Regions from separate parts of the Mus musculus genome. Here region 2 is linked to region 1. Evidence: chromatin contacts called from public ChIA-PET data. All regions are on one chromosome and are shown on one strand. Each heading gives the region's core, a stretch centred on a gene start, on an enhancer-like site or on the middle of the called end of the contact. The rest is flanking DNA. Distances are from core to core; before and after follow the strand shown. Region 1 overlaps Ptk2b (PTK2 protein tyrosine kinase 2 beta). Region 2 overlaps Dpysl2 (dihydropyrimidinase-like 2).

Region 1 (5,486 bases), core at 2,597-5,096:
TTTGAAAATTAATGAAAAGTGTTTCTTATATAAATAATAAACTGGTGTTTGCTTGCAATTAATCCAAAGGAGTAGAATTACTGGGTCAAGGGTCATGGACTTTGTAAAAACCTGCCAGGGCTGGAGAGGTGGCCTGGGGACTAAGAGTGGTTATTGAAGACAGAATTGAAGTTGGTTCTCTCCATTTCTTTTCTTCATTTTTAAATTACTTCTTTGATAATTTGTGCATACATGCCTTCAGATCCAGGTCCAGCTTTTCCAAAAGCTTTTCCTAAAAGCTTCAGATCTAGGCTTTTCCTAATAAATGAGGACGCAATAGCTTCTGAGCGAAGTGATTTTTGTGAAAATTACGTTAGTTAACTCTTTGGGATGTTGCTTGGCTCCAGGTTAATACTCTTTTTCTTTTAATGAGCATACCTTAACACAGCAGTCTCTTACAGGATCCCATTTAAACTGTATTATAAAAAACACAATTTTGTTTTGTTCTTGTATCTTTTTTTATACCTGCCCCTCCCCACCCCTCACACACCCTTATCTCTTTCCTTTTCTTGTAAGTGCTGATGGGCCAAGGGTCAGAACGGTAAGGCCAAGGAGCTGGCATTAGCAGCCAGCCCAGGGACACAAAGAACTGAATGAGGGTGAAATTAGTTCCCTACAGGGGAGCTTAGCAAAGGGAGACCTGTATTGAAAAGAATGGACCCCTTCTAACAGTTCGGGAAAGTATTCAATCCACGGAGAGGAGAGAGCTAGAGCAGACCATGCAACAAGGGATTGTTTTGAAGTTGTGGTTCGTGTGACTGACACTGAAGGGGAGAGGGCTTGAGTTTTGAGTTGATTCTACTAACGGGCTTAACGAGCAATGCCATGTCAGAGTGGCTTCCAAGCCAAGCCTGAGTTTTAGTTTCCAAGCGCCATACTTCCGGAAAAGGGTCCAAGGCCCTTGTAGAAATAGATGATTCCAGGGCTGAGAGGAAGACAGATAGCACTAGGTGAGTCTGTAACATCGATTTGGACCAGAAACCAATGGCTGGAGTATGATGGGCATCCCTGACTACTTCACTCCATCATCCTGAAGCGCTTCCACGAGGTAAGGCAGGCATAGCTCAAGCCATACATTTCTTTCCTGAGGATGAATGTGGATGGTGCTGGAGACAGACAGCCTCACTGAACGGCACTGTTACCTTCCACCCACGTGACCGGACTGATTTACTGAGGTTGGATTATAGAGGACTTGGCTGGTCTTTGTCCTTGGTTCCAAATCTTGGGATTTTCCAGGAGGTAGAACTAGCTTTGTTATTCTTGTTCGGTTTTAACATATGGGGGACCCACAGTTTCAGAAGCATGGGGGAAGCGGGGGGCACTGGTCAATCACATATTGGTTTTCAGTTTGTAAAGACCAGCTAGCTATGTTCTTGGAGAGCTGCAACTTAGAGCCTGAGAGTCAGCCCAAGCTTGGGGCTGCGGGGTGGTAGAAATCAAGTTGGTCCATGCAGCCAAAGAGTTCACTCATCATCAACCATGCCTTATTTCCTTTTGAAAGCTCTAATATATCTGAATCAGGATGTTCACCTGAGTCTTGGTGATGTGCATTGCTTTGCCTAGCAGGTGATGGATCTTGATACAGAAGTTTCCTGTCTAGGAGTCTCCCAGAAGTCCTGTATGCTTCTTAGGTACCAATTTGTATCCACTAGGATAAAACTACAGCATCAAGTCGTGTACTTTCCCAGTTCTTGGACTTGTTCTAGTAATTCATTGAGCCTGAGGAGGAAGTGGGAACTACTAATTCATAGTAAAAGTGTGGGTGACTCAGGATCTGAGGGAAAGGGTGTCTGATGAACTGGGCCCTTAACCTGTGAAGTCTGTTAACGGTACAGCTGAGGGAAATACATTGTGTCAGAACTTGGAGGGAGGCAAGCTATGTCCACCCTTCAGACATGGCTGGGAGAAATGAATGTGAGGCTCATAACCACACAGAAAGAGTATCAACACCGTATCATGCAAACTAATGTGTGACCATGCACTTCAGAAATAGGGACGAGAGCACAGAGCAGGATCTGAACTGAAAGCTGTCTCCCTGTTACGGTGCCAGAAGGCATCATGCAAGCTTTCGAAGCAGGCCTCCCTAAGGGTGCACACAAACCCTGTTGGTAAACAATAGCTTTCTCACTGGACCTAACGGTCATCCCAGTAAGAGGGAAATCATGCCCGATACTAGAAACCTAGTCAGCTCTCTGGAGTTAGTAAAGCCATGGAGTTTAGAGGAGAATCTATAATCCACTCATCACTAAACCAGCATAACCCCTCAACTGCATTCTAAGTATGTAACCCTATACCCACACAGAAGCAGAGTCCTCACCCCTCCTCAAGGAAACTCCTCTTTGCAACAAATGGAAACCATTACAGAAAACTTCAGCTAATCAAAATGAAGAAGGTGGAGCCCAGTCCCAATGGATACGTTCACAACACAAGTCCTGCACCTAAGGCGCAGGCATCTCTATGGAGGAAGGGGCAAAGGAAGAGCCAGAGGAACGGGGAGTTTATTGTGACGTTTTGCCTCCTGGAAATGTCAGAAGTTACACTCATGAAGTCTCATCAACATGGTTGCACAAACAGGACATGAACAAAGCTGACACCCATGGATATGATAAAATTAAAGGGGGGAGAATCTCAAGAGGCCACAACCCAAGACAAGACAAGACAAGACAAGACAAGACAAGACAAGACAAGACAAGACAAACTTCAGGCAACTAAGGAGTGCTGAGAACAGCGGAACAGTCTTCCCCAGGGAAGAGAACACCATCGGTTATCCAATACAAAATGGTCAGCCCTGAAACCATACGCACGAATAACATTATACAGACTGAGCAGGTCGTATGTATATATTTAAGAACACACACACAAAACAACAACAATTAAAGAAAAAGAGGCCATGAATTTGAAAGAGAGCAAAGTGGGGTTCATGGGAGGAGGAAAAGGAAGGGGAAAATGATATAATTACCTCAAAATATAAGATATATATTAAAAAAAATTAGGCTGTGAATCTAGTTCTGACAAGAAAGGTCTTCTAACAGGATGACAAGCTTCCTGGGCCACAGTGTCCCCTGTGATTGTCTACCCTTGCCCTATCAAGCTACAGTGGTTCTGTATTCAAAGCATCAGCCCCCATCTGCCATGTGCACACTGTGAAGAGTGATGGGGCCACAGCTCCAGTGCGCACACCCCCTCCCTCCAGCCATGCAGAAGTCTGTGTGTCAAGAGAATGGCTTCCATTAGGGGGCTCACCTGCTCTTCTGCCTCCAGCCCTGCCTCCCTTGATTGCTCACCCATGCACACAGCAGGGGCAGCAGTGTTGGTGCTCAACCCCAGCTCACCAGCTGCCACAGTCAGTCTTTCTTTCTCTATTAATAAAGCACTCCTTAAAAATGACAGTACATGAGGTTCCCCTACTCACTCAATTGCCATATGTAACCTGAGTTTTTACCAAGTGCTGTCTCTTTAGATAAGCCCAGGGTTCTTTTTGCTCCAGGAAGACCTCACCTTCTTCCCCTACCAAGGCTTCCAGTGCTGAAGGGTGGGTCTTCTAGCTGCCTTGAGTTACAGTCTAGACTCAAAAAGACTTCTGGTACTTTCTTGAAAATGTCTGTATTCCTCCAATTTTCCTTTCCTCTAGATTCATGTTGATTTATTCAAATCGTTAAATAGTATGAAGATTCTAGAAGGCTCCCCTCCCATCTTTGACCTTTTCACTTGTAGGTCAGAAACAAAGAAGGATTATCTCTACCTAGCTTGTCCCCACACCCACATACACTAGGTGAGGACTTTTCAGCTGGTGGTAGACCACATTTAAGAAAGTAGTCTCATGAGGTGACATCATCTAGTGATGTCATAGCTGTCACGACTTGTATATTTACTTTCTAATGTTCATTTATATCTGTGTGGTGTGCATGCATGTATGTCCTCATATCCACATGTGTGTAGGTACATGTGGAGATAAGAAGTTTATGCCAGGTGTCTTCCAGAAGACATTCTCCCTCTTCATATGTTGAGGCAGGGTCTCTCACTTGAACCCAGCACTCACTGATTTTGCTGGTCTATCTGGCCAGCTTGCTCTGAAGACACCATGTCTCAGTCCCCAGAGTGGGGGCTCACAGGTGTGCTCTGTGCCCACCAGCTTTGACGTAGGTGCTGGGAGTCTGAGCTCTAGTCCTCATGCTTGTCTGGAGAAGAGACAAGCAAGGGTTCCTCCACAGGGTTCAAGGGCATAGCCCTACCCACACCTTCATCTTGGCTTCCTAGATTTCAGAGCCACAAGGCGATGCATTTCTGTAGTCTTCAGCCACACTACAGGGGGTATTTTGTTAAGACTCCTAGGTATTTAATAAAGACATTGGCAAAATAGGTCTAAAACAACTGTCTGTGTCTGATCTTGGATCAGATGGACACATACACTCTTTGAGTTCTAATCAGTGATTGGTTGAGGATTCCAAAAACTGTGTCCTGCCTCAAAAAGAATCTTCCCGTGATAACTCTCCAAGAGACACCAGTGCAGGCTTACGTTTATTTCCAGTTATTTTTAATTGACAGACTAAGGTGTTTTGACGTATGACACATAACTGTGACTGGCCTGCCTTATGTACATTCCAAGTACATTAAGAGCTCAGACAATGCTTGGTACACATTAGCTATTCAATAAATAGTAGTTATGATGGCACCATAGGTAATGATGAGATAGCTTGGGTGGATGTGGATGCTACCAGGAACAGAAAGAAGATTATAAATAATAAAAATTATCCCAGGATGATCAGGCCACACCTAGAGCTGATCTGGCCATACCTGCCCTCTGGAAGAAATAGTCCAGAGGAAAATGACTTCATTCTGCCCAGAGCACAGAACTGTAAGAGTTTTATGGCATAAGCATTAAGCCCAACACAGCTGTGTCTTCATTACCTTTTTTGTTCTACATGGAGACAGAACTTCGAAAAGGAAGAATAAAAAGATTTTGAGACAGTAACATGCGTCTTATCTTTAACTGACTTGGAGCATAGGGGTTGTCTTCAAAAATAAAAATACTCTGTTAAATATAGACCTGTTCTATTCAAATTTCTGATTGTTAATATGCCACAAGGAAGAGCTCTTAATGCTAAGATGAGCTTCAGGAGGAAGAAAGAATAAGAAAAAGCAGATAGGAAAGTACCAGGCAGGTTAATGTACTTTTTTACAAAAATAAAATAAAATAAAATAAAAGTTCCCCGCTACTCTGATACCTTTTAAAGTAATGACTTTATAATACATTGTGAAGTTGGCTTGGGGGATGGGTCACATGCCTTGCTTCAGAATGAACAACGGAAGAGTGTCATTGGCTGTGGGGGATGGATCTAGAGTATTTACATTTGCTATAGTGCCTAATAATCTGCATTAGTGAGTCTGATCAGGGTGCTGTTGACATTTGGGGCATGTGCTGGCTAGCTTTATGTTAACTTGATACA
Region 2 (5,423 bases), core at 2,731-5,230, 610 kb after region 1:
GACTTGAAAGTTACAAGGTGCACAGGCCCTTCTTTGTGTGGAGGGCGTCTGGGGAATGATGGGATGAATGCGAGGTCGTCATTGTTCTCACGTGGGTTCCTCGTGGTTGAAGAAGAGTTGATGCTCCCCCTTCCCACATGCCTGACCACAAAGCCACCCCCCACACTCTACTTTATGGCTCCTAGAAGAAGCCAGGCCTTTCCTTCTGGAAGCAGACTCTCTTTTATTTCACCCTTAACCAGGCTCAATGTTGTAACTAGCCATCATAGGTCATGCCGAGTGTGTGAAGGATCCAAGCAGCTATCTCTTGGTCTAAGCCACTTGGGGCCTCCTGCTTTCCTGTCTTCTTGCCTTAAGGATGACGTCATCTTTTTCTTTTCTTTTCTTTTCTTTTCTTTTCTTTTCTTTTCTTTTCTTTTTTAAGGGATGATCTCATTATGTCACCCAGTCTCTCCTCGCCCTCCGGAATGCTTGGCATTTGCCCCTGTGAATCACCAGGCTGGGCCTGTGTAATTCTGTGTGTTGCCTCATATACAGTTTAGACAATAATAAATAGTGATAATAATGATAGGATGTTGTGGGGTGGGGGTAAACCATCCCTAACATATGATAGGCACAAGATGCCCAAAGCACACATCTTCTTCATTCAGAACCAACAGCACTCAAAGCAAGGAACTGTGCAAACTGATACCCAGAAACCCAGCCTGACTCTCACCCCCACCAGCATCCTCCATCCTGAGCTGATGATGGAAGCCTAGGCCTTGGTCCTGGTTTCGACAGCACCTCCACTGAGGTGTCGGGACACTCTAGGCAATCTCTTTCTCCCCTGCACCCATGTAGTGAGAAGATTTCCCAGAGTAAACACATGAGAAGCAAGCCCAGCACCTCGACTAAAACCCCACCTCGCCTTCTGTGGCCCCACTTGAACCCCAGGTTCAAATTTGGCTTGGCACTCCGGGATGCTCACTGCCTTTCCGGGATGGGGTTTTAAGACACTGATGATCCTCAGCCTCCGTGGTCCTCATCCCCCAGGAATGGCACTACATGGGTTGAGAATTCATCCTGTAGCCAGGATACTCACAGGAACCTGGGATGAGCATGGGGGTGAGCACTCATGGGCTGGACCAAGCCCAAGGCTAAGCCAGGCCAGGGCTTCCCCATGCATCACGTCAGAGGAGAGGCCGACACACTGTGGGAGTCTCAATACAGACACACCTCTGAAACAACCACATTTTGCTTTATTGGGTGTTCCGTGGTAATATAACACAGACTTCTTAAGGAATAATAAACACGAGACTTGTATTTTACCATAATTATTTTGCCATTAAGACAGTGGTTACAAAAAATAAAACAAAAATTAAAAGAAAAAAAGTACCTTTCTGGCTACACACATGATCAGCTTTAGCACTGAAAGGTCCCCCCTCATGGGTCACAATCACAGGTTCAAGGGTTCAAAACCATCTAGCGGTAAATCCTACAATGATTTAGAGCATCAAGTCACTGCAGTTATTCAGTTCTGAGACACTGTTGACTTAGTTTAGCATTTACATATGACATTCATTTAACAGACACAGAAAGCGAGCCAACGGGTAAACATGCTTACACGGACTGCGGAAATCTTCAGGTTTAAAACTGTTGTGTTGTATTGTGTTGTGTTGTGTTTTTAAGAAAATGACCAAAAACAACCAAAAGGGCCACGGCCCCATACAAGAAACATCAGGAGTAAATGGTGAAGAGCTGCAAGTTTCTCAGAATCCAAACAAATAAACAGGGAGAAAAAAAAAGTGGTTTCTGGTGTTCAAATTTCCTCTCTAAGTGCAGGTAAAAAAAAAAAAAGAGCAAATATATTAAGTCAACCAATTTTTAAAAGTGCAATTTACCTTTAAAACAACAAAATTAACAACAAACCCAAAATCCCAACCCTTAACCCCCAAAGACAAAACGTGTGGACACTCAAGGAATCACGAATTTTTTTTGATGCTCTGCTTCATACCAGCAGACTGGAATCATAAAAGCCTATGAGGTCAACCTAACACTGCTTGCAGACTGGAGTCATAAAAGCCTATGGACCTAACACTGCTTACAGGGACCTGTAAACACATCTGGAAAGAAATATGACAGAAGTCAGCAAGTACAGAAAGAAGCCAGCTAGTGAAGACCTGTCACTGTGACAGGAAGAGGAAGGGTGACAGATAGGAGGTGACATGGTCTCTAAGAGGCGATGTGATCTCTAAGCGGGCTATGCGTTCAGTGTGTACAGTTTTCTTCCCATGAGATATTGTTTCCCAAAATAGGGTTGTCCCTCTTGTAAAAGACTTGAAGTCTAAGTATCCCAAAGATTTCTACCTTCCACCACCATGTTAGACCTTTTGAGAAAAAAAAAAAAAAAAAAAACTGTACAGAAAAAAAAAAAAAGTTCCCCCACCACAACACACACACTGAGAAGTCCCAACATTCTAGAATCCCCAAAGACACTTCCTGACAAAGGCTGGAAGGGGCTCCTCCACAGAGAGAATGGCCCCATCTTGGCTGGCTCCGCCACAGGGAGACTGGTCTCAGCTTGGGGGCTGGGTTTACAGATTTGACTGGAAACTGTCACTTCTACAGCCTAACTCCTCATCTTTCCACCACATGTGACTCTATTCTTGGCCCACATGTGACAATATTGGTGACATAATCGGGGCCATTCCTGTGTCTGGCAAGCCTCAAGCTCAGCCACCTCCTAGTGATGGGAATTGGATAGCACCAATCTTAACAGAAACTAGGATAGCACAAAACTATGGTGGTGGGGGCAAAACTAAGATCTGCTCAGGCTATGCCTGAGACCAAACTGGGTTGCCTGGCTTTAAGAGCAGACAGAGTTAAGAGGAAAAAAAAAAAAAAAAAAAAAAAAAAAAAAAAAGAGCATTGTCTCGGAGAAACACAAACCAGGAGACCAACATCTAAATCTCTCCAAGAGTGCAGAAGAAAAAACCAGGACAGGAGACGTACGAAAATGGTGGAGAACCTTCAAAAGGTCTAATCTGCCGCAAAATCTAGGCCAATGAAGAAAACCCGCCTCTTCTCAACAGCTGACCCGAAGAGTAAGGGATGGGGATGGAGACACATGGAACCTTTCCAGAGGGGCGGCCCTAGCCTGCCAGCCTCGGAATCAGCTTAATGGTTACATAATTGCATCATTAGGATGTCCAGTTCAAGACCCGAGGATTAATATTGAATCAGGCTTTCAATTTAGTATTAAAAAAAAAAAAAATCTCTCCCACCCTCCCCACCCCTCCCCAGTCCCACAAAGAAAACCTTATTTAAAAATTTTTAAAAAGAAAAGAAGGCAGCTCAGGGCAATTCACTATATCTTCCCCATGACAGGAAGGTGCTAACTGCATGGCCAAGGATGTGACTGGGGCACCCTTGCTGGGATCTGCTTGGTGGCGCATGTCTGCATGTTGGATGCAGCTCCGTGTGGGGTGGATGGCTAGGCTTGGGTGTGGTGTTCATGACTGTGTAGGGACTTGGGTGAGAGAATTCAGAAACTCCAGGGGAGACCGAGTGCAGGGGGCCCAAGAGGAAGCCCCAGGAACTGGCTGCCCACAGCAACTATCACAGGCTCTTTAAAAAAAAAAAAAATGGAAGAAAGGAAGTCTCAGAATGTCCTCAGGTGTCCCATCCCCCATCCCCAAGTGGCCTGCAGGCCTAGGGGCTTTAGCCCAGGCTGGTGATGTTGGCACGGCCACCAGGGGGTGCCACGATGCGCTGGGTGGTGCGGCGGGGAATGTTGTCGTCAATCTGAGCACCTAGAGAAGAAAGAAGAGACAAGAAACGAGTGAGCGTGAGGGTCTTTAGAAATAAAACCAGACTCCTGTGGTATGCCCAGGAACAATCCTGGGGGGAAAAAAGCTGAACCAAGCACACATGTCCCGACCTCTTTCTCCAAACCTCACTAACTACAGGAAGTTCAAACTACAGGAAGTAGGAGGGCCTGCCTTCAGCCTACAAGTGACTTCCTCTCCCTGGGGAAGTCTAGACTCGATGCAAGGTACTAGAGAGTATGGCTCTTTTGACCCACGCCTCTCACGCAGGAGGAATGGATGGTTCAGATAAAGAACCTGAATCTGAAGCTCCCAGACCCAGAATGCTCTAAACTCTACACCTATTTGAGGGTTGACAGGATGTGACCAGTGGAAAATTCCACACTTGACCTGATGTGACTAACTGTAGTGGAACTTGATGTAATTAAAAATACTGTCTCAAATCCCTTTCATGACTGGGTTATATGTATATGAAACATAGAAGTATTGCATTTTGGTTTTTAATATTTTATTTTTACTTTTAATTTATGTGTATCTGTGTATGTGGAGAAGGAGGGCTATACACGTAAGTGCAGTGCCTGAGGAGGCCAGAAGAGGGCGCTGGCTTCTCTGGAGCTAGAATTCTAAATGGTTGTAAGCCACCAGACATGGGTGTTAGGAGCAAACTTGGGTCCCCAACACGATGTGAGCTCATTCTTAACTGCTGAGCCATTTGTCCCTGCCCACACTTTGTGCTTGGACTTTGGTCTTAGTCACAACATGGTTCAATATCTACATATTTTTCCAATTTTTAAAGAGGCAAACTAGCTTCCAGTCCCAATCATTTCTTTTACACAACAGACTGGCAACCTGTGCTGTCTATGCGAATGATATGGGAATACGCATTGTGACTGATCTCACACTTTAGGACAACAGGGCTTAAGGGTCTGTCTCCTAAACCAAAACACCCTGAAGTGTTCCTCATTCCTCATGGGCACAGATGGCACTTCATAAAATCCAGCAGATGGGACAAGAAAAGGAAAGTCTATGTAATGAACTACGCTGTCTAAGTTCAAGGCACCGGGGGAGAGAGGAAAGGCCCTGTTGTGGGCCAAAAGAAAGAGGGGCAGGATGTTTCCAAGACAGAAATCTACGTTTCACCACTGAGGGTGTAGCAGTGGATGTCACAGCAACTCCACAGGGAACCTTGCTGCGACTCATCACACGGAAGGCCTGAGCAAGGTGAGACTGCTGAAACTCCCAGTTCCACATTCTTTAACAACGGACATGACAGATGAGGAAACGGCCCTTCACTCACAGGGTGGGTGTCTCAGCATGGCATGGCACAAAAACCGATCTGAAGATTCTGAAACCCAGCTGCCATTTACAGCCTTTCGGTTTCCGCAGCAGTGGAGCCAAAAGCCTCCGGCTGGCTCCACAGAGCTTGCGGAACCTACCCGGAACGGCCCACCCCCTGGCCTTACCAGACAAGCTGAATCCAGACTGGTGCAGGTTCCGAACAGGTGGTGCCTGCTGCTTGGCAGGGGATGTCTTAGCTGATGAGGCTGGAGTCACCGTCTTGGGCGTCACAGACACCTCGCATACCGGTCCGTCATACAGGCCACGAGGGACCCCTCT

Evidence for each region. ChIA-PET counts read pairs in DNA pulled down with a chosen protein or histone mark.
Region 2: an RNA polymerase II ChIA-PET map of memory CD8 T cells shows a contact between it and region 1, with 7 read pairs. The contact joins two enhancer-like sites. A contact is called at or near these places in 1 of 15 datasets of contacts at CTCF or cohesin (large pre-B cells), 37 of 484 Hi-C or Micro-C datasets (the 63-12 cell line, B cells, the G1E-ER4 cell line and 27 more), 8 of 115 datasets of contacts at active chromatin or transcription factors (T-cell acute lymphoblastic leukemia, astrocytes, embryonic basal ganglia and 5 more) and 1 of 9 other capture datasets (embryonic tail).

What each region holds. Positions count from the first base shown.
Region 1 is chr14:66,192,650-66,198,135 of GRCm38.p6, forward strand. The region is part of intron 2 of Ptk2b (PTK2 protein tyrosine kinase 2 beta); the gene reads right to left. Among named protein-coding and RNA genes, the nearest start is that of Gm52098, 17 kb to the left of the region's middle. Within about 2 kb of position 3,847, at least 16 of the 459 cell types and tissues checked have an H3K27ac peak or open chromatin away from gene starts, as enhancers often do. A contact at or near this core is called in the 63-12 cell line, B cells, memory CD8 T cells and 1 more, where this site is marked.
Region 2 is chr14:66,801,646-66,807,068 of GRCm38.p6, forward strand. It overlaps Dpysl2 (dihydropyrimidinase-like 2), which reads right to left. Exons shown (of 14, transcript NM_001378767.1): 13 at 5,270-5,423; 14 at 1,219-3,791. The coding sequence ends at 3,700. Among named protein-coding and RNA genes, the nearest start is that of Gm5464, 64 kb to the right of the region's middle. Within about 2 kb of position 3,981, at least 36 of the 459 cell types and tissues checked have an H3K27ac peak or open chromatin away from gene starts, as enhancers often do. A contact at or near this core is called in the 63-12 cell line, B cells, memory CD8 T cells and 1 more, where this site is marked.